2 separate regions of the Mus musculus genome follow, and region 2 is linked to region 1. A link is a contact called in public promoter capture Hi-C data. All regions are on one chromosome and are shown on one strand. The core of a region is the stretch at or near the end of the contact, and the rest is flanking DNA. Distances in the headings are between cores, read along the strand shown.

Region 1 (7,651 bases), core at 2,937-5,436:
GCTTGCTTGCTTGCTTGCTTGCTTGCTTGCTTGCTTGCTTGTTTTATCGAGACAAGGTTTCTCTGGCTGGTCTGGAGCTCACTGTAGACAAAGCTGCCCTTGAGCTCAGATCCACCTGCCTCTGCCTCCCAAGTGCTGGGATTAAAGGCACAGGTTTAACTTTGCTTACAGTGCCCACTGAGGCTAGAAAGAGGGTGTTAGGTCCCCCAGAACTAGAGTTAACAGATGGTTGTAAGCCACCATGTGGATTCTGGGAATGAAACCCGGATCCTCTGAAAGAGCAGTAAGTATCCTTAACTGCTGTGCCATCTCCTCCAGCCCAGTGCTGTGATTGTTTTATTTGTTTGTTTTAATTTTAAAATCTCAAATTGTCATCTTCTAGAGTTTGTTTTGGGTCTTTTTTAAAAAGAACCTATCATGGGTCCTTACCTTTAGTTGCCTGAGCATAAGGAATACAGTCCTCACTTTATTATCTTTGTATACCAATTCTCGAGTTGCTTGCAAGCACATTCTCTTATGCATCTTTTCCTCTGCTGTTTGGTCAAGGAGTTTCCTGTTGTACCTTACTAGTCTGTATGTGCGAGCTGCATGTGTCAGCTATTACATGGTTACTTCAAACTGATCTTTCCAGGTTTTGGTTTTAAGCAAGACCTAGGCCAGTACTTAGTTTAGGATTCGTTTTCCCCCACTGCATCCAAAAACATCTGAGTGCTCAGTGACTTTGAACTATAAGGTTTTCTGCATTTAGAACCCCAGTCTTCCTGATCTGTTCGACTCCTACTCCACGGGAGCCTAGATATCCAGCCCTCTCCCCTGTGATTCCAAACCGCCTTGCCCATTCAGACTACCTTGCAGCCACTCAGCTCTTCCTCCTATGTCCCAGCCCTGGCTGAGGTCTTCTCTGTAGCCCAGGAAGTCACTAGAGGACAAGGACAGTCTTTGAGTCTTTTTCCCATGCCCCGAAAACCTCCTTTCTATTGCCTGATTCCCCATGCCTTGCAGTCTGCCATATAGTTTTACTAGTTTTAAACAGAGTAGAGCTAAGTGGTCCCCTTTAGTCCCTGCTTTTTAAAAAGCTGAAGGCAAAGGGTCTAAAGGGTAAGTGGCTTGTTTCAGTTTTACTGCCAGCTGGCAGAAGACCTGGTGACTTCAGTGACGATCTCACCATGTACTTGAAGCTCTGTTCCTTAAAACCTTAGAGCTTGATTTAAATTTTGGGAGAGGTGGCTGGAAGTAATTCCATGGAGCCCTGCATTCTTGAGCAGCATTGTGAGCACATTCAGACCCTTCAGTTACCTGTGTTACCTATGAGTGTCAGTGGCTGGAACACACTGCACATTTCTGTTCCCGATGCAATGCAGCAAAGGGGTATGGCCAGGTGACCCATATATTTCCCTTCTCCCCAGTGTGGAAACAGCACTCCCAGTTACTCCATCAGCACCCTGTATAGAAGTCAGAGTGGGAGGCAGCAAGACAGCTCAAACTTTGTGGGTTCCTTGCTCTGAACATGCATAACGCAGAGATGGGAGAAGAGCAAGCGATTATTGATGGGGTCATTCTGGCTTCTATTCCTAGGCTTTTTGACATGTTTTATGACATGGCATCATAGAGAAGTGCCCTGATTTAATCATGTACCATATCCCAAAAGAGGGCACTGCACCCTTCTGAGTTACCATTTCTCCAGTGTCTTCAAAGGCAGCTCTGGTATTCCAAGGCTGGCTCCTTCAGACTACTACAGGATACAGGACTAACCAGTGAGTTCACCATCATGAGCTCACCTCACTTCCTTGGCTAATACGTGCATTGCTTGGTTGGGTGTGTTGTATGGGATTTTATACCCGTGGGTTGCCTGTTATGTGAACATTGTACAGGTGCCTGAGGCCCTGTAAATAGGAAAAACAGCTCATACCCGGAATAGTTTTGCTGTGAGGGACAGACCTCTGGCTTTTCCTGTACTGAGAGAGTGCAAAGTCATCCTGATGGCCTGTTGGTTCTCTGAGGAGTGCATAGAGGGGTAAGAATATATATCTGATAGGTTGGTGCTCAGCTGAATGCATGGTAGGTGGGGTGCATATCTGCCCTCTGTCTGCTTTTTGTGGGGCTGCCTTCTACAGTTTGATTCCTGAGCTCCTGACCTGTAGGTTCAGCCAGTGGAGGTCATCAGCAAGAGAGAGAATTTCTTCTCCCAACCCCTTCCCCCACCAAGCCGTGGTTTGCTGAGGCTGGATCTCAGCAACCAAAGGTCACAGCTCCTGGTGAGCAGACTTCTTATAGTACCTGACTTTCCACAGGCTGCCCAGCAGGCTTCTCTCACTAGTTCAGCTAGGGATAAGGGCTTCCTACTACTGTGAGCCAGAGGGTGCTCGCCACCCCCAACCCCCTACCTCCTGCTGGTTTCCCTCCTTGCCACCATGAAGTCTGTCTACCATCAAGCTGGCTTCAATCACCTGTTCTGAGGATGCCGCCTTTCCTTCTAGGACCCCAATTGACAAGTAACTGAGTGTTTTCTTTCCTGCCTTTCCAACTGAGAACTGCAGATGGTAAACATATTTCTCATCTCGATTCACTTACCCAGTGTTTATTGAACGTCGGCTATAGGCCAGATAGTGTTCTGTAAGAAGACAGCGGTGCCTGAAACAAGAGGATACAGTTAAAAGGTAACTAGGACAGATGTCCCCATCTCCTGATTAATCATGAAGGGGACTGAGAACGAGGCCACCTCAGATTGGGCAGTCTGGGACAGGCTCTGGAAACCTTGACTTCAGGATTAGGCGCTTGCTCTTCACAGTCTGGGAGGAAGGCTAATCCACATAGGTATCTGACAAGAATAAAGACCCAGGGAGCAATCGCCCTGTTCAATACACAGACGCTTCTAGAATGAAACAGTACCCATTAACACTAACACTGGTAGGTAATGGGTAGTGAGAATGGGTGCTAACTTGTAATACGGTGTTGGCGTCTTTTCAGAGACTTCAGTAGACTGTCAGGTTTGCTTGGCAAGAGGTTTTCAGAATATTTGTTGGGCACAGGCACAGTTTTCACACAGGGCCAAGACTTTATAACCACTACCAGAAACTCCACTTTACCTGAGGCCACAGCCTCCAACCCCAGGAAGTTTTAGTTCAGAGGGTCTTGCCAGCTGGGTGATTTCCCTTTTAATTAGGGGAGTAGGAGTGTTGCTGGGTCTCAACAGGCTTTAAGAATACAGAATGGATAATGCAGCCACAGAAATTAAGAAGACAGCCACAGGAGAGTCAGAAGGGAAGGTGGAAAATTATCTAAAACCCACTCCATCACGTGTGCCCCTTACCAGGCTCCAAACTCAGGACTGACTCTTCTCGAAAGGGTGTCCCAGGAGTTAATGTGACAGTTACTTGAGACCAGTTTTGAGGTATAAATATGCCTTGTGGGGGCCCTGGCAGCTAAAACCTGGATTCCAACTTCAGCCTCTCTGGCCATCCCTGTAAGTGGATGGCTTTCTCTTTGGGCCCGATTGGTGTCCTAATGTAACTGTGGTTAAGACAAGTCAGTATGATGCATTCCAGATTTGGGTTTGGGCTAAGTCTGTCCCTGCAGAATTCAAGGTATACCAAGTTTTAGACACTTTTCCCATTTGTTTTTTGTCTGCTTCCTGAACTAACTGCTCCCTCTGGTTCAGGAAAGAAGTATGAGCTTTTTTGTCTAGTGTCCATGCCTGAGTTGCTATGGTGAACATTGACTATAAGAGGTGCCTAGTTTGCCTCCTTCCTTGTCTCTTATTCTCCTTATTTCTCTCTTTCCTTCCACATTCCTCTCACTAGTTTTCCTCTTTCCTTCCTTTGTTTCTCTTTCTCTTTGATTCTCGGTTACCAAGTCTTCCTGCGCACACCCGCAGGGGTCGCTTTTGGCCACCAAGCGGCGCTCAGCTACCGTCTAGAAAGAACCTCTAACTTTCCCACAGAGTTCCAAGTTTTGCTTTGCAAGTGTCAGAAAGGTCAATCTACAAGCTTGGGGAACACTCCCAAGGCTCGAACAGTGAGTGCCTCAACCTCAGGCGGCCTGCGACAGAGCCGAGCCCGGCCGCATAGGGTGCCTCGGGTGGCACCGGCGGGGTACAGAGGCTCGCGCTCCGGGACCCGCTAGGCGAGGGCCCGGACTGCGAGGAGCTGATGAGCGCCAGGCCCCCACCACCACCCCCGCCCTCCCCGTCCGGCCGCTCCTCCCCTGGGTGGGTCCCCGCGCCTTTTCTGGCGGGGTCTATTTGCATAGAAGGAACTGCCCGCAGTGGCCGCTGAGTCTGAGCGGGCGGCTAGGGGGGCGTGCGCGATCCGCGGCCACCCGGACGCGGAGCCCCGCAGCCGCCGACCTGGAGCCGCCCCGGGCCGCAGCGCCGACGCAGAGCCGGCGGGTCGCCATGGGCGCGGGCGAGCGCGCGGCGGGCGGAGGAGGCGCGCAGGACCCCGGAGCGGGCTGCGGGTCGCGGGCGCTGAGCGCGCTGTGCCTGCTGCTGTCGGTGGGCTCTGCGGCCGCCTGTCTCCTGTTGGGAGCCCAGGCGGCCGCCCTGCATGGCCGAGTGGCGGCGCTGGAGCAGGAGCGCGAGCTGTTGCGGCATGCGGGGCCGTCCGGAGCCCTGGCCGCCTGGGCCGAAACGCACCTGGAGCGCCTGTTACGGGAGGTGAGGGCGCGCGATCGCCGGCCGGGGGATGTCCCGCTTCACGAGGGGGTGTAGGGCTGCGGGGGCGGCGTTGATCGTCACCTTCAGGAGCAGGACTCACCTAGTGGATTGCACTGGGGTCGCTGGTGGGGAAGGGTCCTGCTGTCCAGCTTCTGTGCCGGGACTTGCTTCTGCAGGAAAAACAACTTAAAGGGCTGTTTAGGTAACACTAAGGGGCTATGGTAAAGAAAGACCTTGGGGTAACAACAGTCCTGAGTGCGGAGTCTCTACTGAAGTGTGTGCTCAGACCCACAGCCTCTGCCTGCTCTCCAGCGCTGGAGATACTAATGAGGCTCTTGCGTTCCCACGGCTAGTCTGCCTGAAACAGTCCGGACCACCTCAAGGCTCAGGCCAGCCCTTCCTCTGTGTCCGGGAAGGTTAGGTTGGGAGCGGCTCTGGCCTAGATGTGCTGTGTTCCTTAGCTGGCCCACTAAAACTGTGCATCGAAGACTAGGACACAGCTGAGCTAGCTGCCTCTGTGCGCGTTTGGCTGGGTGGTGATCTCTACAGGCCACCCCCAAAGCGTCTTAGGTTTGTTTTCCGAGGGTTAAGACTCCTGTTTTGAGCCTGCCCTGGTGGCATCTGTAATTCCAGAATTTAGGAGGCTGAATTGTGTGAATCTCTCTACAAGTTGGGGGCTGGCTTAAACTATATAGTTGAGATGCAGGTCCAGCCTGGGCTTCAGAACGAAAATAAATAAATAAATAAATAAATAAATAAATAAATAAATAAATGCCAACCATTGGGCATATTGATGAGCGCCTTTAATCCCAGCACTTTGGAGGCAGAGGCATGAGGATCTCTGAGTTTGAGGTCATCCTGTCCAGGACAGCCAGAGGAAGACCCTGTCTCAAGAAATCAAAACAAACAACAAAAACAAAAGAAGATGGCCATTGTATGCCTGGACTTCTGATCTTCTGTCTACTGATACTCCATCTGACAATACCTGGCCAGAACCTCTACCCTCGGTACAGCAAGCCTCTTGCCTGTAGAACTGTGGCATACACCCGCACACTACAGTTTCTCTCAGCTCTGCCTCCCTTATAGGAATGGTTCACCTCCTCCTAGAGGAGGTGGTTGCCCCAGATCTAAAGGCGGGGGTGGGGGTGGGGAGTCAATCCTAAGGACAGTAGAAAATGAACCTTGCTTGTGGGAGAGGAAGCAGGGGGCAGGTGTACTATCTACCACCTGTTCCCTAAGCTGTGCCCTGCTATGGTCTTTGCTACTTTACTGAGCTGTGCAATGCTAGGGGCACAGCTCAGGGAGAAGGCTGACTTAGATTATGCAAGTCCTTGGGTTAGACTCCTGACATCAGATATTGAGCTGTGTACCCAAGGTGGAGTGGATTTGGGATTTCAAAGGGAATGGAAGAAGTCTAGACCTAACTTTCCTGTTTCCCACAGCTCCTAAGTCACTTTAAGATAAAGCCAACATTACCTCTCCTCCTTGGTTCCGGGCAAAATCGCTGCTTTCTGAATGATTTCCTCTCCCTTCTTTAAAGTGCCCGCAGAAGGGAGAACTCTGCCCCAAGCCCTGCCAGCAACTTATGACTTTATAAATTGCCACCCACTATCCTTTGTCAGCTCCCTAAAGGTCAGCAGCTGAACTGTGAATACCCCAACCCACTGCCACTTCTATTGGGAAGAATAAACCACAAGCCATGACCAGAAAACCAAAAATCCCTGAAAGACCTTTGAGGAGCTCACAGGCTATGTGCTTACTAATAGAGATAGATCTCTGAGGAAGCAGCCATACCCCTCCCCAACCCCCAGGATTGCTAATAGCTTGATTGATAGATAGGTAGATAGATAGATAGATAGATAGATAGATAGATAGATAGATAGATAGATAGATAGATAGGCCTGGGGCCTTGCACCCTGCTACTGAACTAGACCTCTAGCGCAGGTCTTGGTTTTCTATAGTCTAATGGTCTCTTCCCCTTCCTCCTGTTCTTCCCCCTCTTCCTCCTTCACTTCCTCTCTCCTCTTTCCACATCTTCCTCCTTCCTCTTCCTCTTCTTCCTCTTCATTCTTTTTCTTCTCCCCCTTCTCCTGTTTATCCCTTTCTTGCTTGCTTTCACCCTTCTTTTTCTTGAAATAATTATTTTTGAGGTACAGTCTTGCTCTACATAGTGTCGGCTGACTTGTCTGGGACTCACTATGTAGCCCAGGCTGGCCTCAAATTTGCAGAACTCCCCATGTCTCTGTCTCCAGAGTGCTGAGAGTATAAGTATGCATCACCGTGCCCGACATCATCCTTTTTCCCCCTTCACTGAGGCAGTCTTTCTTGTTACGTAGCCTAGCTAGCCTTGAACTCGCTGCTGTCTTCCTACTCTTGACTTTAAAGGCAAAAGGAGAAAAGAAAAGTCAGATCCTGACACCTACTGCATCTATGCATTGAGAATCTGCTCTGCCCTTCATCACATTGTGTTGGGGCTGTGCATCCATGTCAGAGACACTTTGTGCTTGGAGAATAGATTGTAGGATCAGAGGAGTGTAGACTGTGGGCTGGGAGTGTAGACTGTGGACTGCATGTGTAGACTGTGGGCTGGGAGTGTAGACTGTGGAGTGGGAGTGTAGACTGTGGGATGGGGGTGTAGACTGTGGACTGCATGTGTAGACTGTGGGCTGGGAGTATAGACTGTGGGATGGGAGTGTAGACTGTGGGATGGGAGTATAGACTGTGGAGTGGGAGTGTAGACTGTGTGATGGGGGTGTAGACTGTGGGATGGGAGTGTAGACTGTGAACTGCATGGGTAGACTGTGGGCTGAGAGTATAGACTGTGGGCTGGAAGTATAGACTGTGTGATGGGAGTGTAGACTGTGGGATGGGAGTATAGACTGACTCCTCTCCCTTCCTGAGTCAGAGATGACCCAGTACCAACACTTCAAGGTTGTTTGCCTGCCTGCTGAGAGGGGGGGTGTCTATATCCCTAGTGACAGGGCCACACTCTCCCTG
Region 2 (7,651 bases), core at 710-3,209, 710 kb after region 1:
TCCCCTGGGCCGGTAACAAGTGCCTGGGCTTTTTTAAATTTCCGTCCAGCCATACCAATGTTAATCTTCCTCATGATCAAGAAATACATAGAGTGAAATGGCAGACGCTTTTTAAAAATCTCATTCTGTTGCTTATCTAGCAATTTATTACTTTAAAAAATGGACGGGATAGTTTTTAATATCCAAAATGAAATGTTTTGATAAATTGAATGCTTCCCAAAAATATAGAGAGCAGAATGTTAACAAAATTCACACAATTTCATGGCCAGGTGGCTTGCTGGAAACCTACAACCGCAGTCTTAGAACTATAATTTCACTTATTAAAACAGGGTAACTTGCTATGTAGACCAGGCTGGCCCCAATCTCACATAGTTCTGACTTCCTCTCTCCTGAGTGCTGGGGTTAGGAGTTAGTTTGTGATGACAGGGGCTCACTAATTCATGCTTTGCTCCTTGCAAATATTTAGTTCATAACAAATCTTAAGTAAACATATAGCAGGTCTCACAACATTCTTATTTATAGGAAAAAGAAAAATCCAAGCCAAGTGCCCAGCCCTCCTAACTCTCAAGCTCCAAAGCCAGGCTCTAGCAGTTAGTAGCAAAATTGCAAAAATGGAAATGCGTCTAAACTGTTTCTCTGTGTAGCCCTGGCCGTCCTGGAACTCGCCTGCCTCTGCCTCCCAAGTGCTGGGATTAAAGGCGTGAGCTACCACGCCCGGCTGTTTTTTGTTTGTTTGTTGTTTTTTAAGATTTTTTTTTTTTTTTTTTTTTTTTACAAATACACTGTAGCTGTCTTCAGACACACCAGAAGAGGGCATCAGATCCCATTACAGATGCTTGTGAGTAACCATGTGGTTGCTGGGAACTGAATTCAGGACCTCTGGAGTAGTAGTCAGTAATCCTAACCGCTGAGCCATCTCTCCAGCCCTAAACTGTTTTTTGTTTTTGTTTTTAAAAAAGCAAACTAGTTTCTTTTTTACACTACTCAGCACACTCGTTGTGCACATTCATTTGTGTGTATAGGTCACAAGACAACTTGGAGGAGTTGGTTCATTTTCCACCACGTAGGTCCAAGAAATTGAACTCTACACTTTGGGCTTCGTAGCCTTTTCCTACTGAGCCATCTCGATGACCTACTTTTGCTATTACAGTTAAATCAAGATCTGTAAAAATGGAGCCCTTTTAAAAGCTCTGCGGGCTATTTAAAAGTACATCCCTAGGCGTCCTTGTACTTACTCAGCCTGTGGCAGAGTCCGGTGAATTATTTTGTTTTCCTAAAAAGTTTTGCGTTTCACACGTCATGAGAAAACTTTAAAAGTACTGCTAGGGCTGGATATGATGGCACTCAGCACAGCACTCTAAGCAGGCAGATAATCTTGGGAGTTTGAGGCCAGCCTGGAAGTATACATTGTGAGTCCCAGGCTACCCGGAGCTATATAGTAGCCCTTGTCTCAAAACAAAAAGGGATCACTAGTAGGTAGAAAGCAGTAGTAATTGGGAAACTGAAAATGTGTACAGAAATGGTGTTAGAAATAAGTCAGAGGAGTAGTGAACGCTGAGTATGTGGCTTACTACCGAGCTAAGCCCTCTATCCAAAAACGATCTTGTCCCCGGTTTAAGGATTATGTCGACTTTGAGGTCGAAATCGGTTGCATGGAATAGTAACGAAGCACTGGCAAACTGTAGCCCCATAAGTGTTCCGTAGATCCAATTATCTCCGTCAACCTCCTAGAACCGGGCACAAGTAAGGGACCAGTAACCACCCAGGTGACAAAACGCTCTCTTGCCGGGCGAAAGCCTCCAGGCGTTCATTCTGCTATAAAATGCCCCGCTCTCCCTCATCCCCACCCCCCACCCCCACCCCCACCTGCAAGCACGCGGGCCTCCTACGTCCCTCCCCCTTCCCCTTGGGTCTATCTTCCGCTTCGTGTCACTTTCCCTTCCGGGTCAGGACCTCAGCAATTTCCAGTCTTGCGTACTGTGCTCGGAACGCGGCAGTGCCCCGCCCTCACCCCGTTGCCAGGGCGTCCGGCTGCCCCGAGCCGGCAAGGTCGGCCAGGAGAGGAGGTGTGGTGTCCCGGGCCGGCTGGGACTTGCACGCAGCCGGGCCGGCGGGACTACAGGATGGGCTGAGGCGGCGGTGGTTCTCAGGACGAGGTCGACAGCGCGGCGAGACGGGCCACTCGGGTTGGGGCTGCACAGACTGCGTGTTTGAGGAGAGGGCAGGACGTATGGGTGACTAGTGCTGAGGTGGGAGTCCCCACGCTTGGTGGACCGTGGCTCCTAACAAGGGACCCGCAGTGTTGTTAGCGGGACTTTTTAGTTTGGCTTCCATTGTTCCTGAAAGGGGACCTCAAATTGTAAATCCCGTATTCTAAAAGGATGCCTGAGTTAAACGCATATCAGACCTCTTTTATTTCTCAATCCCGGTCTACACAAAATGCTAGATTAATGAAGGACATCCTGCGTTCTGGTGAAAGTTGGAGCTTCTTAGACAATTTAAGAGTTCCCTCGAGCAGGCTCTGCTGTAGCCGGCACTCCTAGTTTTTGTTCTTATATCCGAAAGTAGGGGATTATCTCTAAGCATTATAGAGCTTGTATAATTGAAAGTGTGAACGTTTAACGTTTTCTTTCTTTATTTCTGTGAAGTAGAAGCCAGGCTTGAAAATGGAGATGTATGAAACCCTTGGAAAAGTGGGAGAGGGAAGTTATGGAACGGTCATGAAATGCAAACATAAGGACACTGGGCGAATAGTGGCCATTAAGATTTTCTATGAGAAACCAGAAAAATCTGTCAACAAAATTGCAACGAGAGAAATAAAGTTTCTAAAGGTTTGCTTCTTTTGCCTTTTATTATATATATTTTTTCTTGTTTTCCCATTGGGACCTATCTTGCTATGCAGCCCAGGCTGTCTTGAAATGCTTTATTTTTTTCCAGGGCTAAGATTTACAGGCCTACATTGAAACACCCATCTTCTTTTTCCTTGATTATTTAAGTCAAAAGAGAAATTGTTATGGGATAAAAATAAAATATATGAAAGAATGTTTCCATTAACAGATAAACTAAGACCTGTCATAGAGAAACCCTCATTGTCTACAATCTGTACTTTTTTATTGATATAAGATTGTGTGCTTGTGTATAACAATTATGCTAGTATTGTAAAATCATTCAAAACTATTCAAGTATAATACTTAGTAAGGATGTCTGCTTTGTACAAGGGATTGTGGAAAACGATGAGAGTAGGAAGAAGGAAAAAAAATTTTTTTTGCCAGGTATTGGGGTGCAAACCTTTAATTCCAGTACTGGAGAGTCAGAGACAGGTAGATCTCTGAGATTAAGGCCAGCTTGGTCTGCAGAGTGAGTTCTAGGACAGCCAAGGCTGTTAAACAAAGAAAACCTGTCTTGAAGAAAAAAAAAATGTTCCTTAGTGGCATAACTATGCAGGAGGGTATAGTAAAATAACCCTGAATAAGAGTGGTTCACGCTGAGCCAGAGAGATGGCTCTGTGGTTAAAAGCACTTCCTAGACTAGAGTCATTTCCTAGCACCCCACATCAGCAGGTTCACAACTGCCTGTAACTCCAGCTCCCAGGGATCCTGTACCTACTTCTGGTTTCCAGAGACACCTGCAGGCATGTGCATACAATCACATACCCACACAGGCTTTTTTGTTCATTTGTTGTTTATTTAATGGTTAATATTAAATCCCACCAATTCCCGTTTGATGGGGAAGGATTTTGTTTGTTTGGTTGGTTTGTTTTGTTTTGTTTTAAACAGAAAATAGGGTATGTACTTGTCCTTGAATGATGTACAGCAGTGGGATAGGATGGAGATACTTCCAGGTTAGGGGAACAGCAGTAAGGTCAGAAAGACTAAAACAGGACAGCAAGAATGGGAAGAAGAAGAGCAGATACTTGCTCTATGAGTTTCCTGTATAGAATTAGAAAGAAGTGTGATTAAAGTGTAGTAAATTGGAAACAGAAAGTGTTTTAGTCTAAGAAGTCAAAACTTGGTTTGGGGGCTTGCTAGTATCATGAGGCCGTTAAAGAGTCAGAGATGCCCTGAAGTCCAGAGAACACTGCAGTTGATGTGAGTTGGAAGAGAGGTTGAGAACTAGCTCAGTTGTGGAAATGTTGACTTGGAGGTGACAGGGATCTGTAACTGAAGGCTATTAAGCTTTTACAAGCAGCAACAGTATCGTATCGGGGAGCTCCAGGCACTGCAGGGGTGCTGGGTCTACCAGACCAAAGAGCTGAGGCAGTCAAAAGAACATGCACGTTCCTAGGAGAGTCCAGAGCTAGAGACTGAAACAAACCAAACAAAACCCGACTCTTTTCTATTTGCTTCTACACTCTCTCCTATGTTATCTGCAGTCTATCATTTTAACTTTGTATCTGTTTACACTGCTGAATTCTAAAAAATGGCCTCATGATACTAGCAGCATTCCTGAGTTAGGTTCTTACCAGACCCCCTTAGTTTTCAACCTAATACATTCTACAGACCACTGCTAATAAAATATAATTTTCTAGTCCCTGGAATGTAGGGACATTAGTTTCTTACCTTGAGACTGAAGTCTAGGTGTTTTATATGTGATGAAGATCATAGCTATTCCTGCCATCTTCATCTGGTACAAAAGAAGCATTTTCCTTTTTAATCTCTATTAGATAATATAAGTCAATTTGCTTCTAACTAGAACACTATACTAGCACCTGTAGACAGTCAGAACTGCTCTATTCTAGACTGTATGAAGGAAAGATTAAAAGCTAATAAAGGTAATTTTGTACTATGAGAGACATCAGTCCCTGCCTTATGAAATGAATCAGCACTGTCGGGTCATTTGTGCTCCTTAAGTGAGAAATAGAATTAGGAGATAATTAGTAGCCTAGAGGAGTCCATAGCTAGAGACTGGAACTAAGGGGAAGAAGCCTCCAAATACAAATTTTCTAGTCACTGGAATCTAGGGGCATTAAGGTTTCTTGCCTTGAGACCAGAGTCTAGGTAAACTGGGTATCCTGCCTCCACCTCTCTAGCAGTGAGATTACGTGCAGCACCATGCCTGCTATGTCTTAATTTTTAAAATACATTTATTGTGTGTGTTCATACACATCAACAGCACACAGGTAGAGGACAAAGGGTAGCTTGCTAAAATTGGAAGGCTCTCACGGACTGAACTCAGGGTGACGGGCTTGACAGCAAGTGCCTGTACCCCTTGAGCCACCCAGTTTTATGTGGTGCTAGGGATCGAACCCCATGCTTTGTGCATGCTAGATAGCACTCTACCAGCTGAGTAACAGTTCCAGCCCCTGCATAATAATGTTTATAAAAGTAACCATGAGGGGCTGGTGAGATGGCTCAGCGGGTAAAAGCACTGACTGCTCTTCCGAAGGTCCTGAGTTCAAATTCCAGCAACCACATGGTGGCTCACAACCACCCGGAATGAGTTCTGATGCCCTCTTCTGGTGCATCTCAAGACAGCTACAGTGCAACTAGTTATAATAATAAATAAATCTTTAAAAAAAAGAAAAAAGTAACCGAGAGTGACAGGAACCCTGAGATAAGCCTGAAAACATTTTATTGTTATAAATGCACACAAATAACTTGAGACAGGGTCTCACTATGTATCCCTGGATGTTTTGGAATTTGCTATGTAGACTAGGCTGCCCTCAAATGCACATATTTGCCATGTCTGACATATGCAAATTATTTTAAGACACTTTATTTCCTTTGTTGTTGTTTGTTTTATAAGAGAGAGTCTCACTATGTAGCCCTAGCTGCCTTGGAACTTCTTTTGTAGAACAGACTACTAATTTACAGAGAGAAATCTACCTGCCTCTGCCTCTTGAGTGCTGGGATTAAAGCCATGTGACACCATTAGCAAGACAATTTAAACTCCTCTGACTGACTGGCCTGGCTCAGCTGCTTCCCGTCTCTCCCTACCTTTCTTCCTTTAAAAGAGTTTTAAACTTAAAATAATTTCACTTTATGTGTGTGGGTGCTTTGCCTGCATGTATGTCTTTGTACCATGTTCATGAGTGCCCACGGAGGACAGAAGAGGACAGAAGATGTCTCATTCCCTGGAACTAGAGCTGCAGATGGCTGTGAGCCTGGTTTAGACCAGAGCCCTAGGGACTAGAGCATTGACTTAGAGTTAAGAGCATTTGTTGCTCTTTCACAACACACAGTGAGTTTAAGGCTAGTCTGCACCTGGATTTGATTCCTAGAACCCATAGATAGGGTGAAATCTGATTTTCTCTTCCGACTTCCCTGGGCATCAGACATGAACCTGGTGTATGGACATCCATGCAAGTAAAATAGTGGATTTCACACACAGAATAGCCAATAAATGTAAAAAAGCCAGAGTCCTCTGGAAGAGCAGCCAGTGCTCTTAGCTGCTGCTTCGTCTCTCCAGGCCCCTTCCTTTTCTTTACACAAAGTGTTACTGCATAGTCTAGACTAGCCTTAAACTCACTGTGTAGCCCAGGCTAGATCAAACTCTTCCTCATTCTGCCTCAGCTTCTGGAGTTCTGGGGTTCAGGCATGTGCCGCCACCACTACTATTCAATTTAACATAGTCTAGTGAGAGGTTTCTTACACTTGTTAATATTCTTAACCTAAAATGATTGTCCAAAGAACTCAATTTTAACTAAATTTTAGAATCTCATTAAACAACCAATAGAGCAGTGAGAATATTTATGGAAATGTTGTCTAGTAATAGCAAAAAAGATAATGAAGTACACTGTTTTAAAGATTTATCTAGTACATTTAAAATGAACGTTTCTGCTGTTTCTCTGTGTATCCCTGACTGTCCTGGAAACTCATTTTGTTGACCAGGCTTGCCTCAAACTCAGAGCTCCGCCTCACAATCTCTGGACTGGAGTGTTACCACCCCTGGCTCTCTACTGCCTCAGCTGTTTTGTCTTTAAAGACCAAGGGCTGGAGATATGGCTTGGGCGTTGTTTGTTTGTTTGTGTTTGTGTTTTTGTTTTGAGACAGGGTTTCTCTGTATAGCCCTGGCTGTCCTGGAACTCACTCTGTAGACCAGGCTGGCTCGAACTCAGATATCCGCCTGCCTCTGCCTCCCAAGTGCTGGAATTAAAGGCGTGCGCCACCACCGCCTTTATGCCTGGCTATGGCTTGCATGTTAGGAACACGTGTTCTTGCAGGAGACCTGGATGCTATTCCCAGCACCCAAATGGTAGCTCACAACCATTTGTAACTCCAGTTCCAAGGCTGGGCACCAGGAATGCACATGTGCACAGACATACATGCAGAGCAGACAGGAAGCCAGGAGACAATACTGAATTCCCCAGAGGCACCTAGTATGAGTGCTGGAAACTGATTTCAGGTCCCCTACAAGGGCAGCAAGTGTTCTTTATCACTGAACCATATCTCCAGCCCAGATTTTTTTGTTTTTAAAATTAATTTTTGATTGTATGAAATGAGGGTCTCGCTGTGTTGCCCAGGCTGGCGTCAGATTCATTTTCCTGTTTTAGCTTCCCAAGTAGCTGAAACAAAGGGTGTTTTTTGTTTAGTAGATTGTAGAATAGATAATGAATAAAAATACCATAAATACTTGTATATTTATGTCATTTCTATGTCATTTCACATATTTGCAGATATTTGAAACATTTTGATACTCTATTATCAAGTAG

The links. Promoter capture Hi-C pulls out the DNA fragments that hold promoters and counts their contacts.
Region 2: a contact with region 1 is called in a promoter capture Hi-C map of pre-B cells, with 3 times the contacts expected there. The contact joins the promoter of Cdkl3 here to the promoter of Col23a1 in region 1. A contact is called at or near these places in 2 of 39 promoter capture datasets (liver and pre-B cells) and 1 of 9 other capture datasets (liver).

The regions. Positions count from the first base shown.
Region 1 is chr11:51,285,734-51,293,384 of GRCm38.p6, forward strand. Col23a1 (collagen, type XXIII, alpha 1) reads left to right here and starts at 4,187. Exons shown (of 29, transcript NM_153393.2): 1 at 4,187-4,654. The coding sequence starts at 4,394.
Region 2 is chr11:52,002,262-52,009,912 of GRCm38.p6, forward strand. Cdkl3 (cyclin-dependent kinase-like 3) reads left to right here and starts at 1,960. Exons shown (of 14, transcript NM_001166654.1): 1 at 1,960-2,249; 2 at 2,652-2,831. The coding sequence starts at 2,667. It also overlaps a transcript of Ube2b not described here.